Regions from separate parts of the Capsicum annuum genome. Here region 2 is linked to region 1. A link is a contact called in public Hi-C data. All regions are on one chromosome and are shown on one strand. Each heading gives the region's core, a stretch centred on a gene start, on an enhancer-like site or on the middle of the called end of the contact. The rest is flanking DNA. Distances are from core to core; before and after follow the strand shown.

Region 1 (6,592 bases), core at 1,495-3,994:
TATGGGCCTCATGCACCACATCATATTTGCATGAGGCCTCTAATTTTTTGACACATAAACTTTGTGGGGTCCACCTATCAAAACAATTTCTTCTTCCTCTCTCTTTTTATTCCTTTACCTTCTCGTTTTTTTAAGACAACTCATCTTTTTACTCTTTTGTTTTAGAGTTAAATTTTTATTTATAACTTATTTTTTTTGTCTTTCTTTATTTTTGCTTTTCAATTTTTTTCATGCTCATGAAACTAATTAAATTAATGGTCTTTTTTTCTTTCTAATTTTTATTTGTAGATATTTGTAACAAATGAAGTTTATATAGTATTTTTTGTTTTAATTTATTTATGTCATTTTTCTATAAGTTCATTTAAAAAATAATATCTTTTTCATTTTCTATAAAGTTTTAAATTTTAATTTTTTACATGACATGTTTAAAATCACAAAAGTTAAAGAATACTTGAATATATTTTATATATTTTTAATTTAAGACCAATTAAGAGTCCGTTTGGATAGAATTAAAAAATAATTTGTTAGTTTATGTGTTTAAAAGTTGAAAATAAGTGTTTAGAAATTAAGCAGATAAATATTTGGATAGAAGTGTTGAAACCAAAAAAAAGTTGTGGATGTACTTGATAAATAAGGGTTGTTAAACACTTTTTTATTGTCAAAATGACTTAAATATTTTTAAAGTTGCTAATACCATAAATAAGTTGAATTATATATAATTTTTAATTCTAATAATTCAAAAATAAAGAGGAAACTAGAGGAAAGAAGTGGAGAGAAGAGGCAAAGAGAAAAATAAAGAAAAACAATATATTTAAGGGCTGCAAATTTAGAGCAATGTTGAAATTGGAGAAAAATATAAGGAATAAAAAAGTAAATATTTTGGTCAAACTAAAGAGAATTTAAATCTAAAAACTAAAAAGTTGGGAGTACCCGACGTCTCACTTTTTACTTTTTTTTTAAAAATTAAATTTGAACTTTTTTTAAAGTACTTTTTAATTCTACCACATATATAAAAAAGCTAAAAAAGGATTAAAAGTTGATTTGATCAAATTTTAATCCTATTCAAACAAACTCTAAAAGATATTTTAATTTAATTTTTTATATCTATTAATTATGGGTCAACTCTAAAATTTTAGGAAAAGAATATTAAGAAAATTAAAATCAATATTTAAATTTATTTAGGACCCAGTCCATTTCTTGATCTTATCAACTTTAAATTTTATCATACAATGACTTTAATAATATTAAATCATACTTTAATAATTTTAAATCATAATAAATAATATCATATAGACTTACGAAAGATAAATTTATTTCTTATGAAATTTATTTCAAATTTTTAATATCCAAAATTCTTTATACTAACAAAAAATTAAGAGAATATAATTAAAAATAATAAATTACCACTATGGTCGAGTGATAAAAAAATTAATTTGTTTATAAATATCAATAAATAAAAATTAGGAGAAAATAAAACAAAGAAAAATAAGAAAAACTTCAATTTATTTAGTATAGTAATATGAGGAAAAAAATAATTTGAAGAAAAGAACAAAAAAAGAAAAATAAAAAATAAAATTAACACCATAAATGAAAAAGGAAAAGGAAAAAAGTGATTTGTCAAAAAAAAAAAACTGAGAACACAAAAAATTATAAAAATAAAATTACTTTAAGCCTACAAAAGTTATGTATCAAAATAATAGTAGCCTCGTATAAATATGATGTGGTGCATAACCGTACTAAAATTTTCCTTGTATGTATTTCTTTTCTTCAATAAAATCACATAGTTGGGACCCACAATTATGGAGTGCTCCACTCCTTGTAAATATCTGTCCTTTAGTGCACCTATATCATGTCAACCTCAATGACGACCAACAATATGCATTTTTTACTAAACAAACTTTTTTATTTTAATGATTTTTATAGTACCCAAAAAACAAGAGGTGATTATAGTAATAAACATTTATTTATTTCTGTTGGTGTATTCAATTGGGTGGATAACAGGAGAGGAGACTAACTTTCTAGAAAAGTGAAAATAAATATACTATAATTAAGAAAACAGCTTTGCTTTCTGTAACTGTTTCAAGATGCTTAAACTACAATTAGTATTACATGTAAATTACAATATCCCACATGGGTGATGGTGTTGTTTCCTATTTTTGATCTTTCTTAGGATTTCTTTCAAGATTTGCATCAAATTGTCTGAGTCTGGCTATTAATTAATGAGCAGAGAATCTGTTTGTTGGTTTTGGGGTCTGTCAACAATATTGTCTCATTTCAGCTTCTGGAGTTTATCAAGAATGAGGTTTTGAGCTCTTTGGTTTTTTTGTTTTACTTTTGATGTAATTTAATTTTAAGTAATTTGTTTTGTTTCTGACTTTTGGTTTGATATTTTGGACTGATTATGTAAATTTTCATGGAAGTGATATCATTGATTTTGGGTAAGAAAAGGGTGAAAGTTGAGTTTCTTCTCCACCTGTTTTTTCCTGAGTTCTCTTGGTAGTTTGAATTTAAAAAGTGACCTGATGATGACGAAAAGTTTGAAGCTTTGTCGATTTTGAAAGTGGGAAAAGAAGGTTGGGAATTTATTGGATAATAATTAGTGATATACAAGAAGGGATTGAATTTTGTGGTGGTGATGGAGAAGCAGATTAGGTTTTGTGGGGCGATGGAGAAACAGCAGAGTTTTCAAAATGGGACGATTGAGAAGCAAAAGAGCTTCAGTGGGTTGATGGAAAAGCAGAAAAGTTTTCGGATAGCAATGGAGAGGCAGCTGAGTTTTGGTGGTGACAGGAAAAGGGGTAAGGAATCACCAGAGAAAAGAGGGGATTCCCCACTTCACTTAGCAGTTAGAGCAGGGAACCTTGGCAAGGTGAAAGAAATTGTTCAGAAACTTGATAGCAAAGGCATCAATGATTTGTTATCTAAGCAAAACCAGGAGGGTGAGACTGTTCTGTATGTTGCTGCAGAGAGTGGTCATAGTTTGGTTGTTGCAGAGTTGTTAAAATATTTAGACCTTCAGACAGCTTCTATTCTGGCAAATAATGGTTATGATGCATTCCATGTTGCGGCAAAGCAGGGTCATCTTGGTGAGTCTTATGACACAAGAACAAGAACACTACCCTCCTTCTCCCGATGCCCCCTGAATAAGTAAAAATTAATATTTTCCAGACTTGGTTTTGAGTCAATGATTCCTTCTTGTACAGATTGCATGCATTATGGAGATAAAGTGTATGTTAATTTAACTTCACATGTTATCATTGCTGCTGATCCACATTAGGAGCAATTTTCATCATTGATTTTAGCTTCTAAACTTTTAACTTAGGCTGCTGTAGTGCAGATTACTTATGGATTCAGTAAAAGACTAGATAATTATGAAAATGTTTTTACTTATGTATTCAGTAAAAGACTAGATAATTATAAAAATGTTTCTACTTATGTATTCAGTAAAAGACTAGATAATTATAAAAATGTTTCCACAAGCGCAGATGCTAGGCCCTCCATATTATCACTTGAAGACTTGGGATATAGAGTATCTTCTCCCCTATAATCTACTATTAGAGGACAAGACTAAGTTCAGAGCAGCCAAAACTAACTTATCTGTATTTGGCCACTCGTAAAATTATGAAAAAAATAATAATAAAATTGGGCATTTTGTAATAATAATAAGTTGGAGGTTTGGAGACCAACCTAGAGTCTAAAGAGTTTAGGTTGAGTAGGGCCAAGACGGAATACTTGGAATGTAAGTTTAGTGATTCGACGCACGAGGCTGACGTGGTAGTGGAGCTGGATTCTCAGGTCATTCGAAAGTGGGATAGTTTTATGTATCTTGGGTCTATGATTCAAGGGAATGGAGAGATTGACCAGGATGTTACGCATCGTATTGGTGCAGGGTGATTCAAGGGGAGGCTCGCTTCGGGAGTTGTGTGTGATATGAAGGTGTTTACTAAGCTTAAAGGTAAGTTTTATAGAGTGGCAGTCCGACGGTGTTGTATGGAGCATAGTGTTGTCCAGTTACGAACTCCCACATCCAAAAGTTGATGGTGACGGAGATGAGAATATTGAGATGGATGTGTAGACTTACTAGGCGAGATAAGGTTAGAAATGAGGTTATTCATGAGAAGGTGAGAGAGATTTTGGTGGAAGACAAAATGCGGGAAGTGAGGTTGCGATGGTTCGGGCATGTGATGAGGAGGTGCATGGATGGATGTTCTAGTACGGAGGTGTGAGAGTCTGGCTACGGATGGTTTTAGGCGAAGTAGAGGTAGGCCAAAAATATTGGATGGAGATTATTAGGCATGACATGGAGCAGTTATAGGAAGACATGACCCTTGATAGGAAGGTGTGGAGGACGCGGATTAGGATAGAGGATTAGTGGGTAGAAGTGTATCCGTAATAGTAGGGAGTGCTTTGTTTATATTTGTACCTATAGTTTCTCGTTCATAGTGTTCTGATGATGTTTATGATTTCGAATAGATAATTTATAGATAATTTATAATTGTACTCTATCGGTGTCTTGTTTTTTTTATTATCTAGCGATATGTCATCCCACTTTGTTGTTTATTTTTGTTTTTTTTGTTTTTTATACTGTTATCTGTCCTGAGTCGTGGGTCTATCGGAAACAGTCTCTCTACTTCATCTGAGGTAGTGGTATGGATTACGTACACTTTACCCTCCCTAGACCCCACTTTGTGGGAATACACTGGGTATGTTGTTGTTATTGTTGTTGTAATATCTAGCAGATAGATATTGGAGGATACTAATTGTATTTTCCATTCATCTTAGCTCAAAACTTTCGCAAAGAGGGTGCTGTCCAAGTTGTTCAAGAATAGTGTCCTTAAGTTTCTTGTGTCATTTGACTTGAGGATTACTCAGTTCTATTTCTTAGTGAGGGTAAAGAAGGAAAATAATTTGGTGGTATTGTCACATTAATACAGTGGATTGACTGTTGTATGTATCATCTTAAAATCCATGAAATAGAATAGAAACAGGTTTAAGAGATAAGTTGTCACGACCTGTGATTGCCCCCTAGTTGCAACATGGTACTTAGAGTCACAAGTGACCCCAAGCTAACCCATGGCCTGGCATAACACTAAGAAAACTGAAAAGTAATAAAATACTGGGCGGAAGCTAAACTGAAATAACTGATGGAAATAATAAGGAAATACCAAATATCAACCAAAACTGGAAATAGAACTTTTTAACCAACCAAGATACTGAAAATCTAGACATCTGTATGAAAGCCTCTAAATCTTAATGAGTTGTTGGGACAAGCCCCCAAACTAACTCAAACTGACTGAAATAAAAGTAGACTGAAAAGTAAATAACTGATAACTAGTCGTCGAATGAGGAAGACTCACCAAAATTGCTGCTGAGTTGATACAAGAAAACAATGAACACACAAAACAAGCACCAAAACAGTCCACTAGTTTGAAGAACCAGTGGACCTATTTGGTGAAGACACTCGGATTCAACAATACAAGACAAGAATAACGAGAGTAACAAGGATATGAGGTGTTTAACACCTTATTTGGCAGTGAACAACAAACTAGCTTAATAACTACAAGATGAAGAACACGATGAACATTAGCAACAAGTCACGGTTTGCATTAACAAGAACACAAACTACACAATTACAACAAGATAAAGGGATAGTTAGATAGACTTAATGAAGGTATAATCTTAAGAACCCAAGAGCATATTCCACTCTTGGACCCTTAACACTACACACAACGTTCACCTATCTCTTACGAAGACACAAGGTCGGAATCCACCTCCCAAGCATCACGTTTCCAAGCCATGAGATCAACAAGAGTGAATCCACACTCTCTATGCCTAGTTTCGGTTTTGTGCCTCCAAAGGGAGAGGACTTGTGTTTCTTTGTGTTTCAAGACTTACAACATCATGAATAATCTAATTCTAAAAGCCCTATAATGTTCTATTTATACTAGGTTACAAATAAAATACAAAATGTCCAAAATGCCCTTTAGGAGCTGTGTGCCCTTCAAGTGTATTTAGGGGCTGACTTGTTGTGTTCCAAGGGACCTCGTTACACTCCAAGTATGAGATTAGGGTCGGTTTGGTGTGTTTTAAGTCCTTCACTCGCACACTCCAAGCCTCGGGTTCATTACACTCTCACATGCATCCATCTTCGTGGTCGTACTTGTATCATGAGTGGTACAGGATCGTGCTAAGTAGGACCCGGGTACTGTACGTCCGAACCTATATTATAAGACAATATAGCGCAGCAAAGTATGCGATCAGTACTTTGAATGTACTGAGTATGTGAGATGGGCAACTAACTAGTGTGTTTTAATTCCTTCACTCGCACACTCCAAGCCTCGGGTTCATTACACTTTCACATGCGTCCATCTTCTTGGTCGTACTTGTATCATGAGCGGTATAGGATCGTGCTAAGTGGGACCTGGGTACTGTACGTCCGAACCTATATTGTGAGACAATATAGTGCAACAAAGTATGCCATCAGTACTTTGAATGTACTGAGTATGTGAGATGAGCAACTAACTAGTGTAACATGAACATGTATACTGAGTGCAAAACTAGGTATAAACATGTACTGAATGAAAGCTAAATA
Region 2 (6,204 bases), core at 1,104-3,603, 380 kb before region 1:
TCCAACTTCTTTCTTTTTAAGTCTTCCTAATCTCTTTTATGTCAGCTCAATTCTGTCAGTGACATGTAATAATATGCAAATCCGGACACCAACTTCTTGCAACAAGTGTTAATAAACCCGTTATACAACATTATACAATATTATATGCTTAACTTAAATAATATAGCAACATTGTATAAAAGTGTATGATGTATCAATGCGCGCGGGGATTCGGCTTAAATAATTCAAATTCTATAACAATTCTATAAAAATATTCTAAAAGGTTGTGGGGTAAAGCCAATAATAATTTTGATATTTTATTTTGAGAATTTCTCAGGTTGTAGGCACTAGCAGGCTGCGGCTAAAATTCGATCTTTCATTTTCCATTTTTCCTTCAAATTTTGTGTGGATTGTGGTCAAAGTACCCATCTCGATTGACCACCCCGGTACGAATTCCACACCCTTATCAGTACGAACGTCATGTCGACACGGGTGAGGTGGCTAAAATGAAGGGTCCAAGCAACATAAGTCTATACATACTTTCACATTGTTATACAATGTTATATAAACTTATACAAAAATTGGGTATCATGCCCTACAAACTTCAACCACGAAGCTCCATTTGAAATGGGTCAAATCGTCAATGAATAGCTTCAAATTTTAACTTCAGAATAACATCCCCAACAAGCAAAAAATTTCAACAAGTCACAAAACTCAATGGGTTTTCAAGATTATAAAAATTCCCAACGATGTAGTTTATCATTTTTCACCTTAATCCGACCAACAATGTCTTAATTCGCCATAATAAACATGAATATCTCTATAATTCAGTTTCTAAGTATCAAAAAAGGAAAATGATAATTACTAATTAAGGAATTATTGCCTCTTCCACCAAGTATTTTAAATTATATGCATAATGGGCTAAATAGGCAAGATCTGAAAACATGGGCTAAATAGGGTAAAGCTTAGCCAAGCAACGTAGTGTGTGAAAATCTCAAAATGTTATGTGGAAGTTCATGGGGAACTTATTTGTCAGTATAAGCAAGTTTTTCTTCATAGCTTTTATTGTGTGTTGATCTTTCTTTTCCTCTATTTGTAAAATTGCATATTAATATCTATTTCCAATTGGGAGCTTTTGATGATTCACAATATTATTTCATAACGAACTTATCGGCTTCCCGTTCCCTGTTTTTAGGTTTCAGTATTTATTTTATGCATGGGATGCTTGTATTCCCCAATAATGACGTCTTTGCTGCAGATATGGGATTGCAGTTCCCAGAATATCATGGTCTTTCTTTGAGATCTCTGAAGTGGATATGAGAACTTGCTTTTATAATGTAGCATATACGTGGAACAGAATGAGTCAATTAGCAAGTTTACTTGCCCGAGGAGAAGATTGGTATATATTTCTGAAGGTGTGTACTAAATGATTTCGTGTTCTTCCTTTCTTTTTTTACCAAGTCTAAATTGAGTTAAAAACTATCAAGGTGGCTTGTGTCTGAAGTTCTCCCGAGTTTGCTTAGCCTTCTAGTTTCTTTTTTGGATGATTTCCATACATGGCTTTTCAAATCTTCCAAAAACTAGTTTTTTGAGTTGTCCAATCTTCAAAAAAGGTCAAACACTTTTTTCTTCAAAAAACTTGAATAACATCAAACAAATGGGTGGCTTTGATATTTCCTAGAAGTAATATTGCACTTCGTGTATGTAATTAGAGCTGGGAGATGGGTAAAGCAAATGAATTTAAGCTTTTGGATGTGCCAAAAGAAACTAATAGTAGACAATAGATTAAGCAGATGAAGTATCAAGAAGGGTGAGACAGTTGACCTTGGAAAAGAGATGCACTGAGAGATAATGTGGTGATAAAAGATATGGCTATCAAGTGGGCCAGATTGCAAATGTCATTTGTAGTCTGTCCTTGAATCTATCTACTATTTAGTTTGTGTTTGCACCTCTGAAGTTTTCTAATTTTCTGCAGGCGGCTGTACCCCTGTATTTTCTGAAGTTGATTATTTCTGATTGCATGACTTTTGCAATTGGTATAGGTATGTGTTACGCTATATTTTCACGCTTAATGGTGCATTAAAGTCCATATCCGGTTGTTTGATATGATTCAAAACCATTGCAGCACTAGCTATGGCATTCACTTCATTCCTCATTTATGAGCAGTATGAGGATGAAGTTGATAGTACAGCAAATGTAATATACAGCATATCAAAAGGTGCCTTTACTTTGCTGATGAGGGGTTTACCCTTGCCTCTGGCAGTGTTCCATTCTGATTCAGAAATCCCATCTTCTAGATTGAAGATCCAGCAATGAGGTGTACTGATGCTTTACTGACTCCTAACAACAGACAGAAGAAGAGTGATGTATATCTTCGTGGCTCAGTTTCCTTATTTAGATTCTGTGACCTCTTGTACAAGTAGTTTGTTAACCCAACATGTAAATGGTCGATCGATCTGTATCGTATCAAGAAACTCAACTCCCCCACCATTTCATTCCTCCTAGACCCTAGCACTAGGGCTACAAAAAAGTTTGGGAAGTTAAAAGGAAAGAAATACGACTCTCCCCTGCTCTCTGAGTATAGGGTTTGCTCTTTCTGGATGTGAGGTAGATCTAAATGATGACAACATCGTGGATGAATACTGCTTTGATACAAATTCTGCCTATGCTTGCCGTTGTGTTTATTACAATGTGTCCAGAAACAATGATTATATTTTTAGAAAAGTATGCCATCTTGTGGAAGGGTGCATCTTTCAAACGAACCAATAGTTTTCGGAGGATGTTGACATTTAAATTGAAATTCCTTTTATCCATACTTTGTTTTTAACCATTACCATTATTGTTTTTTCCTGCGGGTATGGCTGTCAAGTGGGCTGATATACCACCGGTTAGGGGGTTACATAGGCCGGGTTGAAAAAATCAAACTAAATTATGTGGTTTATTAAATTTATAAATTAAATCAACATGCCCAGTGTATTTTCACAAAGTGGGTGTTGGGAGGGTAAAGTGTACGCAGTTCATGCCACTATCTCAGATGAAGTCAAGAGATTGTTTTTGATAGACTCCTGGATTAGGACAGCTAATAGTATAATCAAACAAACAAACAAAAAATATAAAGCACAGAACAAAAATGGGATACACAACGCTAGATAATATATAAGAATACAAGACCCCTTAAGGTAAAACTATAAACTATCTATTTGAAAATAAAGACATTACTGAAATCCCACGAACAAGCAACTAAAGACGTAGATACTTACAAAAGCACTCTTACCTACTGTTACGGACGAACTCATACCTATTAACCCTCTACCCTAATTCGCATCTTCCGCACCTTCCTATCAAGGGTCATGTCCTTCGTAAGTTGTAATTGCTCCATATCATGTCTAATTAATGCCCTTCAACATTTCTTCGACCTGCCTCTACCTCGCCTAAAATCATTCATAGTCAGCCTCTCACACCTCTGAATTGGAGCATCTGTGTCCCTCCTAATCACATGTCCGAACCATCGCAACCTCACTTCTCGCATCTTATCATCCACTGGAGTAACTCTCACCTTCTTCCGAATAGTCTCATTTTTAACCCTATCATCCTAAGTACGTCCACACATCCATTGCAACATCCCTACCTCCGTCACTTTCAACTTTTAGATGTGGGAGTTCTTGACTGGCCAACACTCTACTCTATACAACATAGTTGGTCTGACTGTCACTCTGTAGAACTTACCTTTAAGCTTAGGAGATATCTTCTTATCACATAAGACCCCTAAAGCGAGCCTTCATTTCAACCACCCTGCACCAATACGGTGCATGACATCCTCATCAATCTCACCATTTTCCTGAATCATAGACCAAGATACTTCTAACTCTTTTTATTCTGAATGGCCTAAGAATCCAACTTTACTGCCATGTCAGCCTCATGCAACAAATCACCAAACTTACATTTCAAGTACTTCGTCTTGGTCCTGCTCAACCTAAGTTTTAGTTGATTTTTCGCATTTTTTTATAATCTTTAGTTTGAACAATTATATTGTGATTGTAGACAAGATCAAATATGTTTTTACATCATGTGCTAATGAGAAGCCACAATTATAAAAAAATGAGGGGTGGAAGGAGGAGGGGAGAACTCTCTGAAAACTAAAAAGTAAGATGAAAAATGACGGAAGAGTGAAAAATTTTAGGTTGTAAGTTTTTATTGAACTACGGATCGTTTAGTTATCAATTAAAGATCCAGATCTAAATATATATCTACATCTATTTTTTAAATATTTAAAATAAATAAAATTACTTTTACAAGTATTTAAAAAGTAGATTATAATTAACATTTCTTATGTATAAAAAGTTAAATTTAATATATATATATATAATCAATTTGATTGAGATTAAATTTGACTTTTCTTTGGTTAACACCAAACCAAATCAATAATGGTTTTTTTTAAGTCAAACTGACCAAATCAAACCACAAGTCGGTGGTTTGGTATGTATGTATGTATGTATATATATATATATATATATATAATTGGTTTGATTGAGTTTTGATTTCATTTTTCTTTGGTTAAATCAAACTAAATCAAGAATGGCCATCTTTTTTAATGTGAAACCGATCAAATCAAATCACAAATCAGCATTTTTCTTCTCGATTTGGTTTGGTTTACTGGTTCGATTTGACTTGACAATTTTGTCTGTACACCACCAGTCATTGGTGGTGGTGTGCATATATATATATATATATATATATATATATATATATATATCAGTGAGCAGACAACTGGTAGTTGTCATGCCTGCTTCCAACTGTCTGCTTATGATCGAGGATATTTTTTTAATTCATATGTCATGTTTCAATATAATTATTTTATTTTTATTTTAATCTATTATACACTTTAAAATTGCATAAAAATATTATAAATTAAAATAATTAAATCTAAATTATTTGGGGGAACATAAAATTTTTTTTGACTAAAAATTCTATAAGTGCAAATAAATTGAGATATATTTTTGAAAATTTCATGAAAAGTAATATAAATCACAAAAATTAACAAGTTAAAACATTTGAAAGATGTACAAAAATTACTTAACAAATTCTATCAATGTCATATAAATTGTTGGCATAGAGGATATAACATATATTACTTGAAAATTATGTAGAAAATCGTATAAATCATAAAATTAATAAATTAAAATATCTAAAACTATATAACAAATTTGATTGACTTTCTCAAATATTTCATCAGTGCCATATAGATGAGACAAAAAAAGTAACATATAGTTTTTGAAAATTACGTAAAAGTACTATAAATCAATAATTAAAAACTTAAGATATGTCAAAATCATAAAAAAATTTGATGGGCTTTTTAAATTTCATCCGTGCCACATAGATTGGAATAAAAAAAGTAGCACAAAAATTTAATGAACTTTCTCGACACGTGCTTGCATGTGGATGAAGAATCGTGTAGTCAAGATAATTAGATAACGTTCAATATCGAATTGTCATTTTTTTTGAATAATATCAATATTATTGATAAAATATTATAAAAAAAATAAACAAGAACGAGAATGATCAATATGGATTGTCATATAGTAACTTGTTTGTCCCGATCAACATGATTGGATATGTTACGAAGAAGAATGATCAATGTTACTTAGATACATGTGATACTGTTAATTATTTTAATTTTGTGAGGCACAAGAAGCTTATCTTTCCTAATATTTTCCTATTCATGCTGTATTCTTTTCATTCATTTTAGTTACTCTATGTTACCAAGGCTTCTATTATAAATATTGATATATCTTTTGAAAGTATAATATAAAGTTGGTATGTGATAATACTTGTTTTTGTAAATACAATCTAACAGTTTATTAAAGTTGTTTGACCATATGATTTATTTATCGTTGTTGTCAAATATAAACTTGCATAAAAGTATTATGTGCTAAAAAGATCAACTTATACTCACTTTCGTGTCATATTCTTATTTCGTTCCTTTTAGCTAAGAACACATTCATTACATTTGAGGCACTAACGTAATACTTAACGTGATTCTAAAAAATTCAAGCAGGGACAACTACATTCTTTAATATTGTTGAAACCTTGGGGTTTACACGACAAAGTGAGGGATTTGGTCCCTCAAAGTCAGTTGGAGGCAATAAATCAATAAAGCACTAAGGAAGGTAAAACTTTGCTGAAAATAAAGTAACACACTGATTTAACTTGGAAACCCCTTACTTA

What was found. A called contact is a pair of places that touch in the nucleus more often than the background predicts.
Region 2: a contact with region 1 is called in a Hi-C map of leaf, with 2.9 times the contacts expected there. The contact joins two enhancer-like sites. A contact is called at or near these places in 2 of 5 Hi-C or Micro-C datasets (leaf and placenta).

What each region holds. Positions count from the first base shown.
Region 1 is chr3:79,482,308-79,488,899 of UCD10Xv1.1, reverse strand. No RefSeq gene overlaps it. Among protein-coding and RNA genes, the nearest start is that of LOC107863753, 400 kb to the left of the region's middle. Within about 2 kb of position 2,744, at least 5 of the 5 cell types and tissues checked have an H3K27ac peak or open chromatin away from gene starts, as enhancers often do. A contact at or near this core is called in leaf, where this site is marked.
Region 2 is chr3:79,863,585-79,869,788 of UCD10Xv1.1, reverse strand. LOC107863753 (3beta-hydroxysteroid-dehydrogenase/decarboxylase) reads left to right here. Exons shown (of 12, transcript XM_016709875.2): 10 at 1,238-1,394; 11 at 1,955-2,021; 12 at 2,105-2,792. The coding sequence ends at 2,295. Among protein-coding and RNA genes, the nearest start is that of LOC107863753, 16 kb to the left of the region's middle. Within about 2 kb of position 2,353, at least 3 of the 5 cell types and tissues checked have an H3K27ac peak or open chromatin away from gene starts, as enhancers often do. A contact at or near this core is called in leaf, where this site is marked.